3 separate regions of the Zea mays genome follow, and regions 2 and 3 are each linked to region 1. Evidence: chromatin contacts called from public Hi-C data. All regions are on one chromosome and are shown on one strand. The core of a region is the stretch at or near the end of the contact, and the rest is flanking DNA. Distances in the headings are between cores, read along the strand shown. Region 1 holds the start of LOC103628325 (urease accessory protein D). Region 2 holds the start of LOC100273974 (Tubulin-specific chaperone E). Region 3 holds the start of LOC103628328 (ALA-interacting subunit 3).

Region 1 (3,466 bases), core at 285-2,784:
CTTTAGGATCTTCGGCTACGAAGCATACCCCCAACAGAAATAAAAGCAGAAAAACTAAAATTAATGCATGAACATAACACATCTGATGTAAAATATGTTTATCCATATTTAATCATATGTTTTTCTAATTAATTATTTGTGATAAGAAATAATTAATTTAAATAGAAATCACAACATAAAATATGCTTTATTCAATTTGCTATGTGCAATTAAATTGAATAAATAATATAGAGTATGCACATATATTAATATTGTACCAAAGTTTATTAATTCAGCAAAAATTTATAGGAAAACTGTAAAAAAAATCTCACTCCCGAGAAAACCGGATCAACGAGATCCATCCTTTGACAAGCTAGCATCCGTATTTTTTTACGCACTTAAGAAATTTTCATTTCTTTTTTTTATCCACTCACTCGACCGCAAATGATGGCTGGACCATGCGGAGTGGCGGAGAGGGAGTGCTACCCATCCGCTCGTCCATCTTTTGCTTATCACACTTTTTTTTAACCGCACAACGGCCGTTTGACTCGATCGCTCATGAAAGAGAAGGCCTCTACGAACGCAGTAGCTACTAGATCCGTTTTTCCGCGCAGCAGCTGCTGGCTGCCAGGCCACGCGTCAAGCGCATTTGAAACAGTTGTTCAGGAAGACAGGCGAGCCAGAGTGACGGGCGATGAGGTCATTGTTGGGATCATGACGACCGATGGCCTGGCTGATCTGGGGATCTCAGAAGAGCTGCAAGTTGAAAAAGTGGAAGGTCCAGAGGCCGTTATGGCCAGAGTGAACGGCGAGATGCCTTGCCCATCGGCTCGCGGGAGGACGGATAGTCTGCCGTAAAGCCCGTAAGCAGGGGTCGCGTCGGGCGGATCGGCTGCGTCCACGCTGGAGTGTGCTATCATAGCGATTCGCGCGGCGTGCAACCAGCAGAGCCGCTGATGGCATGCTTTTTCTTCACCGTGAATAATAGAATGGAAAGTAAATCACGGATTCAATCAAGAAATTGTATACCGTATTTCTTGATGTAGAACGGAAGTGAAACCTGTCGCGTAGGACAGTTCGGCAAGGCCGAGGGACCTGTCGACGTGACGAAGAGTTGATGCAGATCTAATCCTACAGTAACGTTAAGGTAGAGCGTACTGATAACATGTTGAGAACTACGTTACCACGGACCACCAGATCCACTCCCTTCCCTCCCGTCAGCAGTAGAGACACCTTCTCATAAGCACGACAACAAAAGAAACACACGAGACATAAGATGTAGGTTTGGGCCTTTGGCCTCTTTATCATCTCCACTCTATATGAGGGGTACATGTTTTATATATATAGAGACGTGATAGCCTTTCCATATAACCCTTCATTAGGGTTTTTCAATAGGAAACACAGCCCGTGTCCGTTCGCGGCCCAAAGCCATTCGCAATCCGCAGATGAGCAGGCCCAAATATCAAATACTTCCCGGCGGCACCGTGACGCGGTGGGCCGAGCAAGTGCTGCGTGGACTGGGCCTGCGTCAATCCCCGAACGAGGCAGATGCGCCTCGATCTGGTTGACCCGCCCGCCGCCCCCATCGCCCGTCCAATCGAACCGCTCTGTGGCGGTGGTGTTCTGGTCAGCCGGCGATGGCGACGCCGACGCCGATGGGGGCGGTGCGGGTGGAGAGGGTGCGGGGGAGGTCGGCGCTGACCCGCTGCTTCGCCAGGTACCCGCTCAAGCTCATCGCCCCGTCCAGGGTGGGCCCCTCCTCCTGTGACGCCGTCTGGCTCTACGCCCTCACCTACGGCGGCGGCATCGTCTCCGTGAGTCCGAGGACCCCCCCCCCCCCCCCCCCCCGCACACAACCCTCCACTTCCCATTCTCTCCGTTCTCGCCCGCTGCGCCGTTGCTGGGCACTCGCGGTTCGGAGATGCTTGCTGTAGCGTGACGGTCTCCTGTCCTGGTGCCGCGCTTGCTCCTGCGCCCGCCCTTGCAGGGGGACACCGTGTCGTGCACGGTCAGCGTCGGCGACGGCTGTACGGCGGCGATCACCACGCAGGCCTCGACCAAGGTACGCTGATTGCTCGATTCAAGCCTGGCTCTGCGCGTCCTGCCTATACTATACTTATACCATGGCTTGTTACGTTTGGTGTTATGATGCTTACCCGTGTATGCTGTATGGTACTGTATACAACATTGACCAGAGAATGTCTGGATTCCAATTACCAGCTCTGTAGGAATGTATGAATTATGATAAACTGGAGCCTATGAGCCTTCTACGTGCACTGTTTAGGCTGGACTAGTAGTTTGGTACTCGTTTCCCCTCAACAAATAAAGGCTTGGGCTAAAAAAATCCTACCTAATGGGGAAGTCGTTGGCGAAGTCACAAGGCCCTCCACTTTTCATTATAAAACCGATAAACCAGAAAAAGATGGATTGTTTTGCGAAAGAATCTTTGGACCCATAAAAAGCGGAATTTGTGCTTGTGGAAACTCTCGAGCGAGCGTAGCTGAAAACGAAGACGAAAGATTTTGCCAAAAATGCGGGGTAGAATTTGTTGATTCTCGGATTGTGGGAGGCATCCGTACCTGGGTAATTTCTTCGTCTGCTCATGGTAGAAACTAGTGGTTGTATGCGGAACACAAGGGCTGGCAAGTTAATTCTCCAAATCTGGGATCTCTGCCAATGGCCGAACACAATTCAAACTGTGTGTGTGTGTGTGTGTGTGGAGGATATGGGGAGGGGGTTTTTCTTTCTACTGTGAACCTTTTATAGTCGAACAAAGAATTAGCTCGCTGATTACTTTCTCTTACTAAGATTGCTTAGCTCTGCTCTTCGTCCTAGCTTTGGGGCACTACTCCACTGTTTCCTGCTTCAAGAAATCATCCAGCTCAGTTATTACCATGCCTAGGTTTCATGCATTGACAAGTTCATAGAAAGCGTCAACTGAAAATGCTGATTTCCTTCATTCATGTATTTTGTCTACTCCATGTCAACTGAAAAGCTAGTTTCACTCAAATCCGTTGTATTTTTTTTTCTGGACGGCAAGTACTCATGCAAGCTTAACAAGTCTGCCGATGAAATTGTCAATTGGAAAACTAGTTTGCTTCAAATCTGCTGACTTTGTTTATTCCATTTCTGATTGGCAAGTACTTTTGTAGGTGTACAAGGCTGTGGGTTCAAAATGTTCTGAACAGTTGCTAGAGGTAATACCTCTTCCAAGGCAAGGGCTCTATGCTCTTAGTTGCGTTCCTAACTAGGAAGGTCCATGATTAAACATTTAATGCATGCAGTAGGCCAGAGTTGGGGAAGACGCCCTGCTGGCTGTTATTCCAGACCCTGTAACCTGCTTCTCAACCGCTCGGTACCACCAAAAGCAAGTTTTCCATGTTTCTGTCAATTCAAACCTGGTACTTGTAGATTGGTTTACAAGTGGCCGATACGAGAGCGGAGAAAGATGGGATTTTAGCTTCTACAAAAGTGTCAACCATATTTT
Region 2 (3,466 bases), core at 259-2,758, 330 kb after region 1:
GAAATATTGGAAAGAATAATCCAAAACACCTAGATGTGTTCTCTATTATCATCAGATGCACATGGAAGTTGTCATATAAGAAGGAACACTAACCATGATCATATTAAGCCTGTTTGACATCAGGTGGAGTTCACTGATACATGAAAAGGAAACTTTAATCTTTTCAACCTGTTTTTAAAAACTTAAAATGAGCTCACAGTGTGATTGGCAATGACTAACAACAAAAGCTTCAAAGTGACAGTCTGACAGCAATTGGGTATACCAGTTCCCATGTTACACCACAGTTATTGAGAACAAGAATTCGGATATTCTCGAGCATTGGAGTTTCTACAACATCATTCTCCATGGTATTATTTGTCAAATTAAGAACTTCCAGGGATGCCAGTGCTTGACAAAGAGAGAATATATCCTGAGTGGGAACCAAAATGTTTTAGACACAACAAATGAATAAACAGTTAAACACAGAAGCACAGGGGATATGCTGCAAACATTTGGTAGTACCACCAAGACTTTCTCTTGTTGCTTTGATGTTATATAAAGTCACACCAATTGTAAGTGACTAAGTATAGCAATTGAAGTAACAAGAACCATTCTGTGGGAATTCTTACTTGCCACTGTGAGAACAGATTTCCAGTTAAGTCAAGAAGTTTGAGATCTGGAACATGCAAAAAAATAGCTGTCAGAACAAATGGAAACCTAGGCTTTAATAAGTCCCTGAAGAAATAAATGATAGCAGAACGACCTGCTCCAATTGCTAGACGCATTATGGCTTATTTACAATAAAAACAAGCAGTAAATGGACAAGATGATGATACAGTATTTACTTGGAACCAAACTGTTTAGTTCATTGGGCGCTCCAATTGAGCTCACTCCCATGTAAGAAACGGATGCACTGGCCAACTCATTGAAGTTGTTGAGCTTCTCCTGAACTTTGTCTGTGCCAACAAATTCAACCGAGACCCGCTTCTGGCTTGTCGAGAAGACATACATCTCATCTGAACACAGTGCGTCAAAGCATGCAGTCAGGGTTATTACGGAGGGAATTCAAGAAATTGAGGTGATGTTTGCACAAATATTTCTACTCCTTAGCTGAAAAAGGAAGTGAGCATTGCCGGATCAAAGGAACTGTGGAGGCAGCAAATTCAGGAGGCGTCGGTCGGCACGCACTGCAGTACTGCACTAACCCTGTTCCTCCTTGGTGAAGTCCTGAACGCGGTAACGTAGGCGGAGCGCGTCCGGGAGCGAGATCCCTCCGCTGAGCGCCGTGGGGCGCGCGAAGGTGGCCGAGCACTCTCCCACGGCAACAAAGTATCGGCGGCCGGCGAGCGAGCCATCGTGCCGGCCGCCAGCGCCATCATCCCAGTCGACGCCGACCCAGACTCCGCCGTGGCCCTCTACGGGGCCCAGGTAGCGCACCGTGCCTAGGCGGCGGGGGTCGCCGGCGGCGTGCACGCGCTGGCCCAGGCGGAAAGCAGCGGCGGTGGTGCTGGACATGACTGGACGCCGTGGTGGGCAACTGGGCATCTGGTCGTGATTGGTGAGAGGCGTGATGAGTGATGGAAGCCCATTGGGCTTGCCCCAGCTGTGCTTGTTCGGCCCAAACTGATAGTAGATGAAACTAAACAATACCGAACTTAAAAATATATCTAATCTTTCTTATATAGAACATGTACAGTAAATCACAATAATTTATTTTGTAATCATCAAATTATATCTAATCCACACTAATGACGCGGGCTCAGACTTTGCTCAAGATTAAGACCTCTAACGATGAAAATTGCTAATTATGCTCTAGTCCAATAAGAACCCATTAATGTCGCAGCTAAAATAGAGATAAATTTTTAATTGATACTATGGTTGAATTAAAACTATTAAGAACATTGCACAATACACATGAAAATAAACACATAGTGTCTAGTGATAATTGTTTAGTTATAATATTAATTATTATGTTTAGGTTTGATGTAGATTAGATTTGGTTGTTATCTAAATGTTTTTGTTGGGGGCCTTCGGCTTCCGAAGGTCCTCAAAAACATGATTTAACAATGTTTTTGGAGTATAATACATGAACAGGTACCTTCGGACTTGGATCAAAACCACAGTATGAAGAAGTACAAGGAATACGAAGGATGGTGCAGAGCCGAAGCTATGCGCAGGGGAGCTTCGGCATGATAGCAGAAAAGGAAACTGACTTAAAGATGAAAAGGCTATTTAGACCTCGATGGATTACTATGGAGTTATTAGCAAATGTAAAGGGCATGGGTGTAATTTTACATGGGCTGCGTCTGGTGCCTATAAATAGATGAACAGTGCTCCCGTATTGTTCACGCTGACTTTGCATTTGCTTTTGCGTCACGCTTGTACTTTTACCTTCTTTTAAGCCGAAGGTACACTTGTAATTTAATATCATTTCTATTTTTCCATAGTAATAAAATAGAAATGAGCTGATAATAATACATGACTGCTTATATCACCTTTTATGTTGTATATGATTCTTTCTTCATTATTATATGTCTTGTTGACGAAGGTAAGTCCTTCATAACCTTCGTCCGAAAATCATTATATCCCAAGGAAAATAATACTTCGAAGGACGAAGGACTTTAACGTTTAACATTCTTTGTGTTGCCTTTTTCTTAACTCATAGCATTTGAGATCAAGTCCCCAACATTGGCGCCCACCTCCGGTGAATCCTTTCGACCACCTTCGGCAAGCATTTGACCTTCGTCATGCCACCGAAGAAAGCTTCAGTGACAGGGATTGCTGCTCTGCAGCCACTGGACCCAAACCAGGAGACCCTTTCTCTTCGAGAGGCCCGAAGCCAGAAGAGGAAGGCCACCAGTGCAACGCCCCAGGAAGATGAATTGGACCAAGAAATCAGGAATATGGAGATGCTTCATCAGCAAGTGCAAAAGAAGAAGGAAAAAATGACTCGGTTAGCTGACCTACAAAGGAAGATTGACGAAGCCACTGAAGAAGTACGTCATCTCGCTCAAGATGAGCAAAACCGAAGGCCCCAGCACAGAGAGCTGCACCAAGAGGGTTTCTACAACGAGGGTGAATGGTATGAAGATTTCCATCATGGAAATTTTGCTTTTGATGATGCTTCTCCTCTGTCAGCAGAACTGCAGGCTACACCTTGGCCCCCGTCTTACAAGCCACCCCAGCTCCCCATGTATGACGGACACTCAGATCCGAAGCAGTTTCTGATGAGCTACGAAGCAACCATATCTTCATATGGTGGCAATACTGCAGTCATGGCGAAATCTTTCGTCATGGCAGTCAAGAATGTTGCACAAACCTGGTACTCCTCTCTTCGGCCAGGAACAATCACATCATGGCAGAAGCTGAAGGACATGCTGATCACCAACTTCCAAGGGTTTCAAACGAAGCCGGTTACCGCTCAAGCTTTGTTCCAGTGCACGCAAGATCATGAAGAATACCTCCAGGCGTATGTCCGAAGGTTCTT
Region 3 (3,466 bases), core at 336-2,835, 290 kb before region 1:
CAGATAGCTAGAGGAATTGAATAGCCTATAAAAATATTTCCACAAACTTACAAACACTATCACAAATTTTGATTAGTAAAAATTGAATTCCTACTAGCAGCTATTTGCTCTATCTCTAATACACCCAATGCAATACTCCTCACAAGTCCAGTAGGTTGGTTTTTAATCTATATCACACAAGCAAACAAGCTACAAATTAAGCAAGAGAGATACAACTAGCAACAGCTAATAAAGAGAGCAACTAAACTAGTGAAAGCTAAAATTAAAACTAACAAGTTCTAGTTACCAGCCACTACAAGTAACTACCATACTAACAAAATAAGAATGCAAATGCAAGGGTGAGTAGTATACAAACCAATGAAGCAAGAGTAACACGAGATATATTCCCTGGTTGTTTGCTAGCAACTTACATCTCGTTGCCGTGAGTTCCCCACTCGATGGTTCACGAGTTAAGTAGTGTGGCAAGCTAGATTCACCAAAGGTGCCGCAAGAATTTGCTTGACAATGATTTTTACATCGAGTCTTATGGTGTCCATGGATACTAATGCCATTAATGGTTAAAAGTTTTCATACAATTTTAGAAAAAAATGAGTCATCTCCATTAAACGATGAGATACAAGGTTCAAAATATTTCCTTCAATTATCACTATGTTAGGTTTCCTTTGGAGAATTATGTATCTATATTACTTATGGTTTACTTAAATCTAAAGAAGAAATGTTAGAGGGTGTAGGAATGACCAAGTTTATATAAGAATGGGTCCACATATAGAGTCTCAAAGTAGTTTCAATAAGTCAAAGCTTGAAATATGCATCACTAGTACATTTATTTGATTTTGTAAATATTAACATATTTATCTCTTAACTTTGTCAAAGCGAGATGACTTTTACTTAGAGAAAACTAGAATGACTTAAAATTTGGAACTAAGAGAGTAATGAGTATCGACCTTATGCATTCGTGGGTACTGTGACAATGTAAACGCTATTGTATGTTTTTGCTTAGAATATTTTGTCGCCATTTAGTTTCATCAATGATCAATCTGTGAAACCCTAACTTGCAAGCCTAACCTATATTAATATTATTTCATATCATATTCTTGCTTGTATTATTTGACTTGGTGGTAGGGATTATCCTTCGTACGAATGTCAACCAGAGAATGCACGATTAATAACTAGAGATGTGGTGGTGTTACTATTGTAAGGTTTAGGACTTTAGGTCATTGTGATATGAAGATTAGATCACATGTTTTGATGTCAAAGGTGGTTTGTAGTTTTACTATGTGGTTCAGGTGATTACTCAGATGTCAAAGGTGGTCTGCAGTCTTAACTACTACTGTCAAAATGAGTGTTATGATGTACTTTCAAATATTATTAGCTAAAGTAGTGTTGAAATTGAAACTACCTGTAATTTTTTTTTTCAAAAACGTTATCATAGATCACAGAATCAAATTTTCAGGAATCCACAGCCGAACTAAACAGAATCATATTGTCTTTTAGTTGTTTTGATGTGAATGATTAGTGTTATCATAGGGTTTAGCACCAGCACGAGTAACTAGCAGATTCATAGAGGCGGTTTGTTAGGAAAAAAAAATGTACGCACATACAGGAGAGAAAAAAAAAAGCAGGACAATTCGACTCCTCCGGTCCTCCCTTGCCTTGGTCAGTTGGTCATCTCCGCCGGCTCAACCTCAACGCGGGTAGCACGACCACCACCAGTCCACCACCACGCCCACCTCCCCCTCTCTCCTCCTCTTCTATAGTCAAACCACCCCCCTCCTTCCACAAACCTTCGCAGAAGGGGCACACCGGCAAGGACGCAGCTTTTTCCCGTCTCCTTCTGGGTTCTACACTTCTACTTCTTTCCCCACCTCGCCTTCGTTCCGCCCGCCACCAAATCGCGAGGCAGCGGAGCCAGCGACGCCGTTCCTTTCGTTGTGCTTCCTTGGGTTCTTGCTGCCGGCCGCCGGCGATTTGGCGAGGTCCGTTTGGGCGGCAGGTAGAGGTAGGTAGAGGCGATCGTTTCTTGGCGGCTGGTGGAATGGATAGCCACGCCGCTGTGTCGAGTTCCGTCGGATCCGGGGATGGCGCCGCGCAGCCCAGGAGGAACTCCAGGAAGCCCAAGTGTGAGATCGTCTTCCTGATATTATCTCTATTTTAGGCTTTCATCAAGGGTATTCTCTCTACTTTCCTTTCTGTTTTCCTTGGGGTTTAGAACCTTTTCTTTTGGGTATTTGTAGGCTGGCTGTTTGTTAGTTTTGTGCTTGAATAAAAGTTTTATAGCCTTGTGAGGTGTGATTTCAAATAAGTGCCGAAATCTCGTGATATGGCAGAGAAACTTTTGAGTCCATGTTTTGCCTTTGTTAATACTAGATGATAATATGGGTGGAAGACTGGGAGCAAGAGAATGATATTTGCCATTACAACTGAACACGTTCACAAATTACCATCAGACCTACATTTCATAGACAGATCGACCCACAATTCATAGACACAATGATAATTATAAGGAGACAACGTTTCAAGTGACTAAATTTTAATTATTTCGACTGGGAGCTGAGAGTTTCACGAGATCAACAAAACATTGCAATTTGTTTAAGTGACAATCCTGCTTTTCATAAATTCATTTTTTGAAAAGATAATATATTCATATCAGCTTCGCTGGTTTTCCTTCAAAAACCCATTAGCTTCGCTGGAATTTAGTGATTCCTAACGTTGTCCTTCTGTGCAAACAGATTCCAAGTTTACGCAGCAGGAGCTTCCAGCTTGCAAGCCGATTCTTACTCCAAAATGGGTGAGCTCAATAGTACAGATTTCCCTTGTTGTTATCAGCTTCCCTACACCAAACCCCACAAATGGTTGTGCGCTTAACTTCTTATGTTACACAGGTTATTTCAGTATTTGTTCTTGTTGGTGTGATTTTTGTCCCGATCGGTATTGTTTCGCTGCGAGCTTCACATCAAGTATGACGAATACTCTATCTGCTTGGTTTGAAATATAAGCTACGTCGTTTTGCTTATGTTGATTGTTTTCTCCACTGCAGGTTGTCGAGATCGTTGATCGGTATGATGACGCATGCATCCCTGCTAATGTCACTGAGAAGCTTGCTTACATCCAGAATGATAGTATACCAAAAACCTGCACAAGAAATCTGACGGTAATGAAATTATCTAGATGTATTCTTCTAACCTGAAATTTTGGGAATGGAAAAACTATAGTAGAAACAACATTGACTAGCGACAGTATACATGTCAGTTACTTTACAAGTATGCATCTTGGCATAAGATCAAATGAATAATTGGCTGAAATATTTGATCACATGGTCTTCAGATTACAAAGGATATGAAACAACCGATTTTTGTATATTATCAGCTGGATAACTTTTACCAGAATCATAGGAGGTATGTAACCTTTAGCCAATGCTCTCTCTCTCTCATTGTTTTAAACTTTGTCAGTGAGAAGTCTTCTTGCT

What was found. Hi-C and Micro-C count contacts between places; a contact is called where the count stands out from the background.
Region 2: a Hi-C map of ear shows a contact between it and region 1, with 4 times the contacts expected there. The contact joins the promoter of LOC100273974 here to the promoter of LOC103628325 in region 1. A contact is called at or near these places in 10 of 25 Hi-C or Micro-C datasets (bundle sheath, ear, endosperm and 3 more).
Region 3: a Hi-C map of ear shows a contact between it and region 1, with 4 times the contacts expected there. The contact joins the promoter of LOC103628328 here to the promoter of LOC103628325 in region 1. A contact is called at or near these places in 6 of 25 Hi-C or Micro-C datasets (ear, endosperm, leaf and 1 more).

What each region holds. Positions count from the first base shown.
Region 1 is chr5:87,917,784-87,921,249 of Zm-B73-REFERENCE-NAM-5.0, reverse strand. It overlaps LOC103628325 (urease accessory protein D), which reads left to right and starts at 1,534. Exons shown (of 6, transcript XM_020538438.3): 1 at 1,534-1,793; 2 at 1,967-2,041; 3 at 3,132-3,176; 4 at 3,267-3,466. The coding sequence starts at 1,617.
Region 2 is chr5:87,584,025-87,587,490 of Zm-B73-REFERENCE-NAM-5.0, reverse strand. It overlaps LOC100273974 (Tubulin-specific chaperone E), which reads right to left and starts at 1,508. Exons shown (of 15, transcript NM_001360518.1): 1 at 1,185-1,508; 2 at 825-995; 3 at 609-655; 4 at 263-409; 5 at 94-168. The coding sequence starts at 1,494.
Region 3 is chr5:88,208,825-88,212,290 of Zm-B73-REFERENCE-NAM-5.0, reverse strand. It overlaps LOC103628328 (ALA-interacting subunit 3), which reads left to right and starts at 1,585. Exons shown (of 8, transcript XM_008648547.4): 1 at 1,585-2,120; 2 at 2,730-2,788; 3 at 2,883-2,957; 4 at 3,038-3,151; 5 at 3,325-3,395. The coding sequence starts at 2,036.